Regions from separate parts of the Zea mays genome. Here region 1 is linked to region 2. A link is a contact called in public Hi-C data. All regions are on one chromosome and are shown on one strand. The core of a region is the stretch at or near the end of the contact, and the rest is flanking DNA. Distances in the headings are between cores, read along the strand shown. Region 1 holds the start of LOC103637649 (metalloendoproteinase 1-MMP). Region 2 holds the start of LOC103637642 (transcription factor GHD7).

The links. Hi-C and Micro-C count contacts between places; a contact is called where the count stands out from the background.
Region 1: a contact with region 2 is called in a Hi-C map of leaf mesophyll, with 5 times the contacts expected there. The contact joins the promoter of LOC103637649 here to the promoter of LOC103637642 in region 2. A contact is called at or near these places in 2 of 25 Hi-C or Micro-C datasets (leaf mesophyll and an unstated tissue).

The regions. Positions count from the first base shown.
Region 1 is chr1:91,888,664-91,893,958 of Zm-B73-REFERENCE-NAM-5.0, reverse strand. It overlaps LOC103637649 (metalloendoproteinase 1-MMP), which reads right to left and starts at 1,669. Exons shown (of 1, transcript XM_008660099.4): 1 at 1-1,669. The coding sequence starts at 1,015.
Region 2 is chr1:91,373,680-91,378,562 of Zm-B73-REFERENCE-NAM-5.0, reverse strand. LOC103637642 (transcription factor GHD7) reads right to left here and starts at 2,374. Exons shown (of 2, transcript XM_008660049.2): 1 at 1,564-2,374; 2 at 133-574. The coding sequence starts at 2,088. The coding sequence ends at 248.

The sequences.
Region 1 (5,295 bases), core at 420-2,919, 520 kb before region 2:
AGGAGTCCTGCTGGTAAAGCGAGCTGAGGCTGAATCCCGGGTTGGACCCATACAGCCACTGGACGCCTTCGATGTCGTCGACGGTGAGCTCCGCCTTCTTTTCCCGCGGGCTGAGGCTCGGGTACATGACCGCCTTGGGTGACGACGAGTGCCCCAGCCCGAGGACGTGCCCAATCTCGTGCGTGGCCACGGACTCCAAGTCGACGGCCGAGTGCACCGTTTCCGTGTCCATGTCAACCGCCCACCTCTCTGCGGCGTCGAGGTGGAGGCGCCCGTTCTTCGGGGAGAAGGCATGGCCGAGCACGCCGAGCGGTCCGTCGAAGGGGATCCCATCACCGTGGCTGCCCACGTAGAAGCCCACCCTGATGTCGGCCGCCTCGTAGTCTTCGGTCTCGACGAAGCCCACGGGGATGACCCGCGCCCACCGCGCGAACGCGCGCCGGAACACCGCGCGCACGGTCCCGGCAGGCAGGTAGTCGACGGTGGCGGTCGGCGAGATGGCGTACGTGAGCACGAGCGGGTCCGGCTGCGTCCACCGCGGCTCACCCTTGAAGAACGTGAACCGGCTGACGGCGCCGTCCGGGCTCGCCGCCGCCGACCCCGAGAGGGATACCGGCACAGCGTGGCCGCCGTCGCCGACGCCGCAGCGCGGGGCCATGATCCGGTCCAGCGTGGTGGAGTCGAGCTGCCCCGTGACCGGCAGGCTAAGCATGGACTGGTACCGCCGTACGGCGGCCTCCATGTGCGCGTCGAACGCGTCCGTCGTCGGCTCGTGCTCCGCCCCCGCCCCAGGCATGTACCCGAACCTCGCCAGGTAGCGCTTGAGCTCGCCGAGGCCCTCAACGTGGCTGCCTCGCCGCGCGTCCAGCAGCTGCTTGAACGAGCGCCACGCGGTGCCGTCCTGCCGGTGAACCGTCGCCGTCACGGGCCCGTCGGCGGTCACGTGGACCAAGGAGACGGGGAGGGGGCCAAGCAACAGGAACAGCACCGATACGATACGAGGCGCGCGCGACATGGCAGCATCAGAGCCAAGCAAGCTGCCCCGTTAGGCTATGCGCGGGGCGGGCGGTTATTCCCGTTGCAGGCCGGCCTAGTTGTCGCGGAGGCGGCAAAGAATTTTGTGCTCGCCGCACGAGACGAAACTAAAAGGCTGCGGTGCGGATAGGGGAAGCGGGTCAGACGATGGCGCCCCGGTTGGCCATCGGCTGACCTCGTCGTCTCCTGGCCAGACTCCAAAGGCGTTCTTCGACACGTAAACGACGGGTCACAATTCAGTTCAACCAGGCGTGCCAAAGGCGTCCGCGAAGACCAGCGACTTCATGCGTCGTTAGAAGGTAGTACATGGCAGCAGAGTTCAGAGACGGGTTTGACGGCTAATCCGGAGACAAACTGGGCACCAAGAAGCAGAACACCGGCTGATGGTTTTAGGTGCAGTTTCTCGGGCTTCGCTCGTTCGGATCGACAAGTGATAAAAAACAAAACTCGGGTACGATCAAGCATGTTTTAGTGAGGAAAGGTGTCGGATTTTTAAACTGACCCAGATTTTTATTGATTGGCTCTGGGTCTGTGATGGTGAAGGATGGGATGTATTGTGGATGGGCTTGTCGAATGACGTTGCCACACGAAAGCCAAGTCGAAAGCGAAAGGTCTCTGATTGAGGCATTGAGCTACTTAGAGCATCTCCAAAAGGATACTAAAAATTTTTCCCCCAAAACTGATTATTAGCGGCAAACAAAAACTTATTAGCGGCAGGCTAAGATTTTACTCCAGCAGTTCCCCAAATAGAAAACTAAAATGAAAAGTGGACCAGCTAAAAAAGCCCAGAGCATGTAGTAGTCCATATTTGCATCAGTCCTGTTAGTATTTTCCCACAACCTGGTTGTAGGACACCTACGCTCATGCATTAGGATAAATGGAGTATACGAATACACCACACACTAGAAATAGTATATGAATACAACAACACAGTTCCCTTGAAATATGCCAAATTTAGTATGTCAAAAACATAATGTGTACAAGATAAGTACAAATTCAACATACATATTTATTTCTTTCGGTAAAAGACCTACAGAATGAGTGAACAATGAAGTGCCTTCCTATCTAAGATTGGTACCTAAAAGTGCTTCGTTATTCATCTGGCAAACAATTGAAAAATACTAATGAATCACGTTAGCTGCTCTTGTTCAATTATTCTTACAACTAATTTGAGACATCAGTTGACAAACAACATCAGGATCAGGTTCAGTAAGCTAAACATAAAAATTCTTCAACATCATCTTTTATGCATTTCAGTCTTATAGACTCACAAATTTAGACTTGCAGAATGACAAAATTAGAGATAGACTCACACATTATTCAAGCGACTGTGTTCTAAAATTATTTTGAAGAGCCAGTGTGCAATGATTGAATGATGCAGCAACTGATTATCTGTAATGTCCATGTTGCCATTTAGCTATAAGACAACGATTGGCAAGAAAATTTGCAGTCACCGTCATTATTAATTTAATAATTAGTCCTACAAATCAATCTAACATGCTACAAGAAGCAAAAGTGAATCTGACATCCAACTTCTTCACTCGAGGTTTTAGACCCAAAAAAATTTGTATCTTGGAACGCTCCTCCTCTGTCAGAATCCAGAGCTTCATCGTCGGCTAAATGCCATGTAGGATCCTCCACATCCTGTAACGTACAGTCACGATGAGAACAGCAGTATCCCTTGCGGGAAGCATCACACCGGCCACCACCGCCTCCTCTCCGGTCGACCGTCGTGCTTGTCGAATCCTCGAACGCCACCACCTCCTCTCCAGGCCACCGTTGCCGCTTGCCGCCTCGACCACGACAATTGCGCACGTGAGAAAAAAAACGTGGGAGCACTGACGGATTGGGGAGGAATGCTCACGCGAAAATATGCGGGAGCGAAGGTCGCCGATGAGGGATGCGAAATTTTTCGGAGGTGGATATAGGTGCCGTTGGAACCAGCAAAATTAGTTTTTTCCCCTAATATATTTTTGGGGTAAGTTTGAATCTTCTTTTGGAGTTGCTCTTGTCAGTTAGTACTTATGTGTAAATAACCATAATGTCCCGTTTGTTCACTTTCATTTTAAGGAATTGGAATCATACTAATGGAATAGACTATTTTTTTAGAATGTGATATTCCACCACTTTCCAAAATTATCCTATAAGTCTATCTCAAATTCATGGGGTGAGAGATGAAAATTGATTCTATAGATTTACATGCTATTTTTCCGATGTACAACTTATAGCGCACTCTTCTAATTGTTTCGCTATGACATAATTGTAGTATATAACTATCTCTCTCGTATGATTTTGGATAATATAGAAATATATTACATATATAAATATATGAACTTAATTAGTTTTGTCTAAATTATAATTATTAAAATGAAATTCAATTCCAACGAAACAAACGGGCCAGAAATTGGTGCGAGTCTTACTGGACGCTCATTCGCTGCTAAGCTTAGCAGTGAATGAAATCCATTGGCCACATAAAGAGAGTATAATCGAGGGAACGAATTAATCGAAGATATTTTATAAATATTTATTTCCCTTATCAAGCTAAACCCTGCTATGAATGATATCTGATACTATGATGATCCATGTCATCATTACATAACATAGAAGAAACATAGTAAACCGTGGCAGAAGAAACTGAAAAGATACGCAACATTAGTCAACTGTCATTTACAATTCCAATGGATCTCTTTTATTGAAAGAAGACACATTTGGGTGCTTCTCGTGTTTCATGGGTGCGGCCTCAGTCGGTGTCGCGACACGCGTCCACGGTCTCCGAATCCAAAACTTTGGTTAACTGAGCTCAGAGCTCTGCCACACCCTCGGGCTTAGAAGATGTGAGGTAGCCAGCCAGGCGGCTGTCCTTCCCACCAACCGTGTCTCCACGCCGCCACCGCCATAGGACACCGTACATTCGCTCTTCTTCCTCCCCTCGCTCTCGACGTGCGTTGCTGGGAGACACCGCATGGGTGAGCGAGGCCACCGTCTCCTGCTGGAAGCCTCAGCCTCAGCCCTAACCCTAGTCGATGCCCTCGTTCGAGCACCACTACCCGCCGTCCGTGGGCTCCGCCTCACCCAACTCCCTCATCGTGTAGGCTGTAACATCCCTAGTGTTACAATAACTAAAATCTTTACATGTCATCATCTGCACTTGCATCAACTTGTTTGATACACCTAGGATGCATTCACTAGGTTAAAAACTTAAAGAAATCGTGGTGTTTTATATAGAAGAGAGTGAAACTTAGTTTGAAAACCCTGGTTAGAGCTAAGTCCAAGCAAGTAACTTCTAAACCAATGCAGATTTGTCTATGAGATCTAAAGATAAAAGATAGATCTTAATAAGTAGAGTAACTTTGCTTTTAGTGGATGGATCAAAGTTGGTACAACACTCGAAGCAATTAAACACCTTCAAAACCCTAGTTTGGGACTCAAAAGTGAAATTCAAGATCTAGCCTTATTTTGCCAAAGGTTAAAATACCAAAAATTTTGGACTTTAAAAACTAAGAAACTTTCACGTTTTGAGATTTCCAAGTTTTGTGAAAAGTTTCAGAGTAATTTGTAAAATTTCAGATTTGGTTTAGCTTTTGGAATTCTGAAAACAGTGGCATTGAGCTAACTTTGGTTTCTTGTATCTCCCAATCTATGGGCCTTTGGAAGAAGATCTTTATATTAAAGTTGGAGAGCTATAGTAGGTGAATAAATATTATTAAGCACCTTGATCCTAGACTCATTAGGAACTAGGAGAAAATATTACACAAAGTTGGGCTATCAAACCCTATTCTCTTCTGAACTTGATTCAACAATTGAAACTCGAGTTCAGTGATTTTTGTCCAACTTTGGGGCTCTATGGTGCTTCATCCATGGAGTTCTAGGCTATGGCTTGTATACAAAACTTGGAGACCATATAGTGGTGAACAAATTTCTTGAAGTGAGGTTGACCTTGTGCTACACAAAGTTGGGAGTAAAATGTGCCAAAACTTTCTCTGTCTTGTTGTTTCAGTTAATTGAAGCAAAAGTTTAGAGAGTTTGGGTTAACTTTGGATGATATCTAATACTACGACGATCCATGTCATCATTACATAATATTGAAGAAACATAGTAAACTATTGCAGAAGAAACTGAAAACCTATGCAACATTAGTCGATTGCCATTTCCAATTCCAATACATTGAATATATTAAGTGTTGGGAATGATGTTGAATTAGACAATATATTTTATCTAAAACTATGGCCTCTATATATGGCTTGATCAAAAACCTATATA
Region 2 (4,883 bases), core at 1,125-3,624:
GAGGAATCACTCTATCCTATATGAAGTGGTGTATCATAAGTTTATTCTTTAAATTTGGTAGGATTACCCTATTTCTCATGTTAGTAGTAACTAACTATAAGGTCATATGTCACAAACCAAATAAAAATAATGAGAAATGAGAAGATAATAAATTAATTTATTCCTCAAATCAAACACCCTATCAAGCTTGTAGTTTATCTGTACGTTACACACTCTAAAAAAAAGAATTTAACCAGTGGCCTCTTTGCTATGAACGGAACCATCCGAGGTCGAGCCGGCCTGGTTCGTAGCATGCTGCGGCCGGCGCCGGTGGCGACGGAGCCTCACCGTCGGGCACCTTGGCGAAGCGGCCCTTGACGCGCGGCCGCATCTCTGCATAGGCCTTGCGGGAGGCGTACCGAATCTGCTTCTCGTAGCGCCTCCTCTTCCGCTTCTCCTTGTACCGCATCACCTTCGCCTCCCGGTCCACTGCCGGGTCGGCGGCACCGCTTGCGCTGCCGTTGGGCGCCGCTGCGGCCGCGTCGCCCGGGACGGCGCTCGCCGCGTCTGTGAACGTGGTCCCGCAGAAGGACATCTGAAAAGGACGTGCCGAATACACTATTAACACTACTCGAACATAGAAACACGAGAAGTTGGGATCAATATTGTAGAACCACACATGAAATGAGAGTTGATCTGCCTGGTGGCCATGGTTATCTTCAAGACACTCCGGCGTGAGCATGTTTATAGACAGACGGTGCAAGCAAGCAAGAAAGAAAATTGCGTTGTGGTTTTCATGTCGACAGAAAGATAGCGATACTGAAGGGTGAAGAGACAGGAAAAAAACTTGCATTTGGGCAGGGACCTTTGTTCGAGTTCATTTGTAAATCCAATCAAATGTCCTTTTAGTGTTCTCAGTAAGTCAGTAGCCTCTGAACAAATAAAATCAAATGTAAATCTGCAATTAACTGATGTTCTCCATGATTGTTCCCATCCATCTGCCTATATACTATAAATTAGTATGTATGCATGCATGGTTTGCAGTTTCTGTACCTTCTTCTTAGATAAATAACACAGTCAAGCTTTGATAATAATGTGGCTTCATCCTATTGGATAGGTAGAGACGAACAGGAAAACTTAGTCACATGATGGTTCATGTTTTGGACTAGCTATTCCTCCGTAGTCCTTTACTAGTTGGAGCGCTGGACCACAAATTGACAGCGGCTTTTGTCACTATTTTTCAGTCACTTTTAATCGGGCCAAACAGCTAGATAAATATAAAGATGCAAATTAAGCTAGCTAGCGGAATCATGTACGTGCGCTAGCGGAATCTTTACAGGAAGCTAGCGCGATAGATTGATTGCACCAAGTCAAGATGCATGCATGTTTACTCGAAACTGAAATGGCCGAGCACGAGCAGTGGTGTGGCTGGCAAGCCTGGAGGGACACATCGATCGTCAGCGGTTAATTCAGCGTGCACATACGAACACAAACCGCATGCACATCATCTTGAAATTATTAGACTTGTCCAGGGGCGATCATGATTCAGGAAAGAGATTTTGGAACCGAAGCGCAAGCACTCACGATTGTGGCGCTGGAGGACGTGGCCAGATCGCCGCCACCGCCACCGCCTAGCCCCAGCCCTGCCTCCAGAACCGGCGCCACGGAGGCCACCTCGCCGCCGCGTCGGCCGCTCAGCGGCACGTCGAACGTGAGGCCGTGACCCGGCAGCTCCCCGTACTGTGCGTGCGCGTACCCGCCGTCGAACACCGGCGGCGGCCTCCGCTGCTCAGCCTCGGCCACCCCGTTCCCGACCTCGGCGGCCGCCGGCCCGCGGTGCAGGTGGGGAGACGGGTCGGTGAACAGCCACGTGACGCTGTCGTGGTCCTCGTCGTGGCCGAAGAACTGGAACTCGTGCAGCCCCGGCGCCGCGCCAGCGCCACTGGGTTCCTCCTCCGGCTGGTGCCACAACGCAGGAAACCCGCGGTTGAGGTCGGCGACAGCGACGACCCCGCCGCACCGCGCGCCGCCGATCCCGTGGCCGTGGCGGCACGCGCACTCCCCTGCGCCACCGCATACGCGGCACGTGGCGCTCGACGCTGCCGACATCCTGCGTGCGCGCGACGATGTCGCCGCCGCACGTATGAATAATGAACTCGCTCTCTTGACGTACCCCTCTTCCTCCTCCTTCCACCACTCTTCCCTGTGTGGTTTGTGAACTCTGTCTCTCCCCCCGGCCCCCGGCCTGCTTGTTTGCTTCTTCCTAGCTCCTGCTCCTCCCGCGAGCTGGGCGAGCGAATGATGACGTGCTCGATCGGCGGGGCAGGCTTGGTGTGTGGAGGAGAAGAGAGGGAGAGAACTAGGGCGGGGGAGAAGAATAAGTACGCGCGTGCCGTGATGCTGATGCGGCCAATAAGAGAGGAGCAAGAGATATGAGACGCGAGGGATTCTTACGTGGAGGATCCGGAGCCACCTTTGTCGTCGCTCCATAGGCCATAGCGTGGATCGTTTGCCAACAGGCAATACATGGGTGTTCCTGTTCTTTCTTCTATGGATCGATTTGGTTGTTTGTGCTGTACTGGTTTGATCGTCAGAAAAATACTAACTTTTGCATCACAGAATGGAGCTACATAACTTTTTTTTTGTGTTTTTTTTTTCATACAATCTGCTACAAAATGCAGAAACAATGGGTCATTTATCATCTTTTTTTTTTGAAATGGAAAGACACAAGAATTGCCCTTCCAATATATTAGACGAAAAGAGCAAACACTGTACAAATACTGGCACCAAAGCTGGCGCCACCACAAAAAACAACTAGCCAAGCAAGACCTAGCTATGACACTGGCACCAGAAAAGGGGGGAAAAAACTAACCCCCTCACCAGTCCCCCGGACACTACTAGCAGGCCATACCTCTACCCACAAAATCTTTCACCATCTGCACAACTTGCTCTGTCGTTCTCTGTTGACCCTTGAAGATTCTGTTGTTTCTCTCCACCCATAAGCTCCACCAGAAATAAATTAGAAGGCCATCGAAACTTTTTCTTGAATGCTTGCTACAGAGCATCCTCAGTCTATACCACCATTCGCTAAGCGTTCCCGTCTTTGAAATACCGAAAAGGAACTGCAGCTCAGCCCAAGACAAAATCATGCTCCACACTTCCACAGCGAAGGGACAATCCTTACAAAGATGAGTCACTGTCTCCAGGGACAAAGAACAAAGAGAACAATTATGATTGCAGGGCCATCCCCTTTTTTGCAAATTGTCAGCAGTTAAGATTTTGTTGTGCAACAAAGTCCAAGCAAAGAAACGACACTTTGGTTCAGTTTTTGCTTTCCAAATGGGATTGATTTTAATTTTACAGAAGTTTGTTGCGAACTGAATTTTATAGGCACTACTTGAACTATAGTTCCCATCTGCCGACCATCTCCAAAAAATGGTGTCATCGAGATCATTAAGGCTGTGTCTGCTGATTGAATGCCAAAGTGAGACAAATTCTCTCACTTCCTCCTCCCGAGTGAACGGCGCGCAGAAACGAATCCAATAATTATTTCGAAGAGCCTTGAACACCGTGATGTTTTTCCTTCTTGCTTTCTTGTATAGATTTGGTGCCATATTCTTTGGAGCCTGCCCTTCAATCCAACTGGAACCCCAAAAATCCGCCATCTTCCCATTACCAATAGTCACAATTGTTGAAGCATTGAAAAGATCTACATCCACCTTGTCGCATGGTAATGGCATGCCAGCCCATGCCTTTTCTTTAACCGTCCACCGTAGCCACAACCATCTTAGTCTTAGCGCTCTTGCAAAACGCTCCAGGTCTAGAATTCCTAGACCCCCCCTATTCTTTGGCAGACAAGTTGTGGACCAGTTAATCAAGCAATGACCCCCACTGCAAAATTCTAGATTATTCCCTTTCCAAAGAAAGCTTCTTCTTAATTTGTCAATTCTTTTAAGAAGCCATCTCTGCGCCGGAAAGATCGTCAGATGGTAAATAGGCTGAGCAGATAGCACCGCTTTAACCAAGGTTTCCCTACCTGCCTTAGAGAGCATCCTGCCTTTCCATCCTGCTAGCCTATTAGTAATTTTATCGATTAACGGTTGAAAATCCACTCTCCTAACAGTCCTGAAATGAAGCGGCAGACCAAGATACTTCCCCGGAAATTTTGAGTATTTGCCAGGGAACACATCCATCAGATCTGGCCAGAGAGTCTCAGGGTAACAAATCGGGAAAGTTTCAGTTTTATCAAAATTAATCTTTAGCCCTGAACACCCTTTAAAAACTTCCAGGATCCTCTTCAGAACTTTCAAATCCTCTTTTTCTGCTTTAACAAACACTCCTGCATCATCAGCATAAAGAGAACAGCGAAGCTTAGCTGCTCTCGGCAAAACCCGCCCCAAAAGCCCAACATCTGCCGCCATCTCAATCATCCTCTGAAGCGGGTCCATAGCTAAAATAAACAGGAACGGGGATAGGGGATCCCCTTGACGAACACCACGCATGTGCCTGATTGCATTTGTTTGTTGGCCATTGATTAAGATTTTGGAGGAGGAAGTGCCCAAAATTGTGGCGATCCAATTCCTCCACTTCTGAGAAAATCCTAAAGCTCTTAAAACCTCTATCAAATATGCCCAGTTGATGGAGTCAAACGCTTTTGATATGTCAAGCTTGACAAAAAGTGCTGGCTGTTTGCTCTTATGAAGTTTCTGAGTAACTTTTTGAACGTAGAGGAAATTATCATGAATTGATCGTTTCTGAATGAACGCGTTCTGGGCAGTGGAGACGATCTCGTTCATTCTTGGCGCAAGTCTATTTGCTAAAATCTTGGTTAGAATTTTCATAAAACTGTTGATGAGACCGATTGGTCTAAACATGTCAATCCTGTCAGCCCCTTCCCTCTTTTG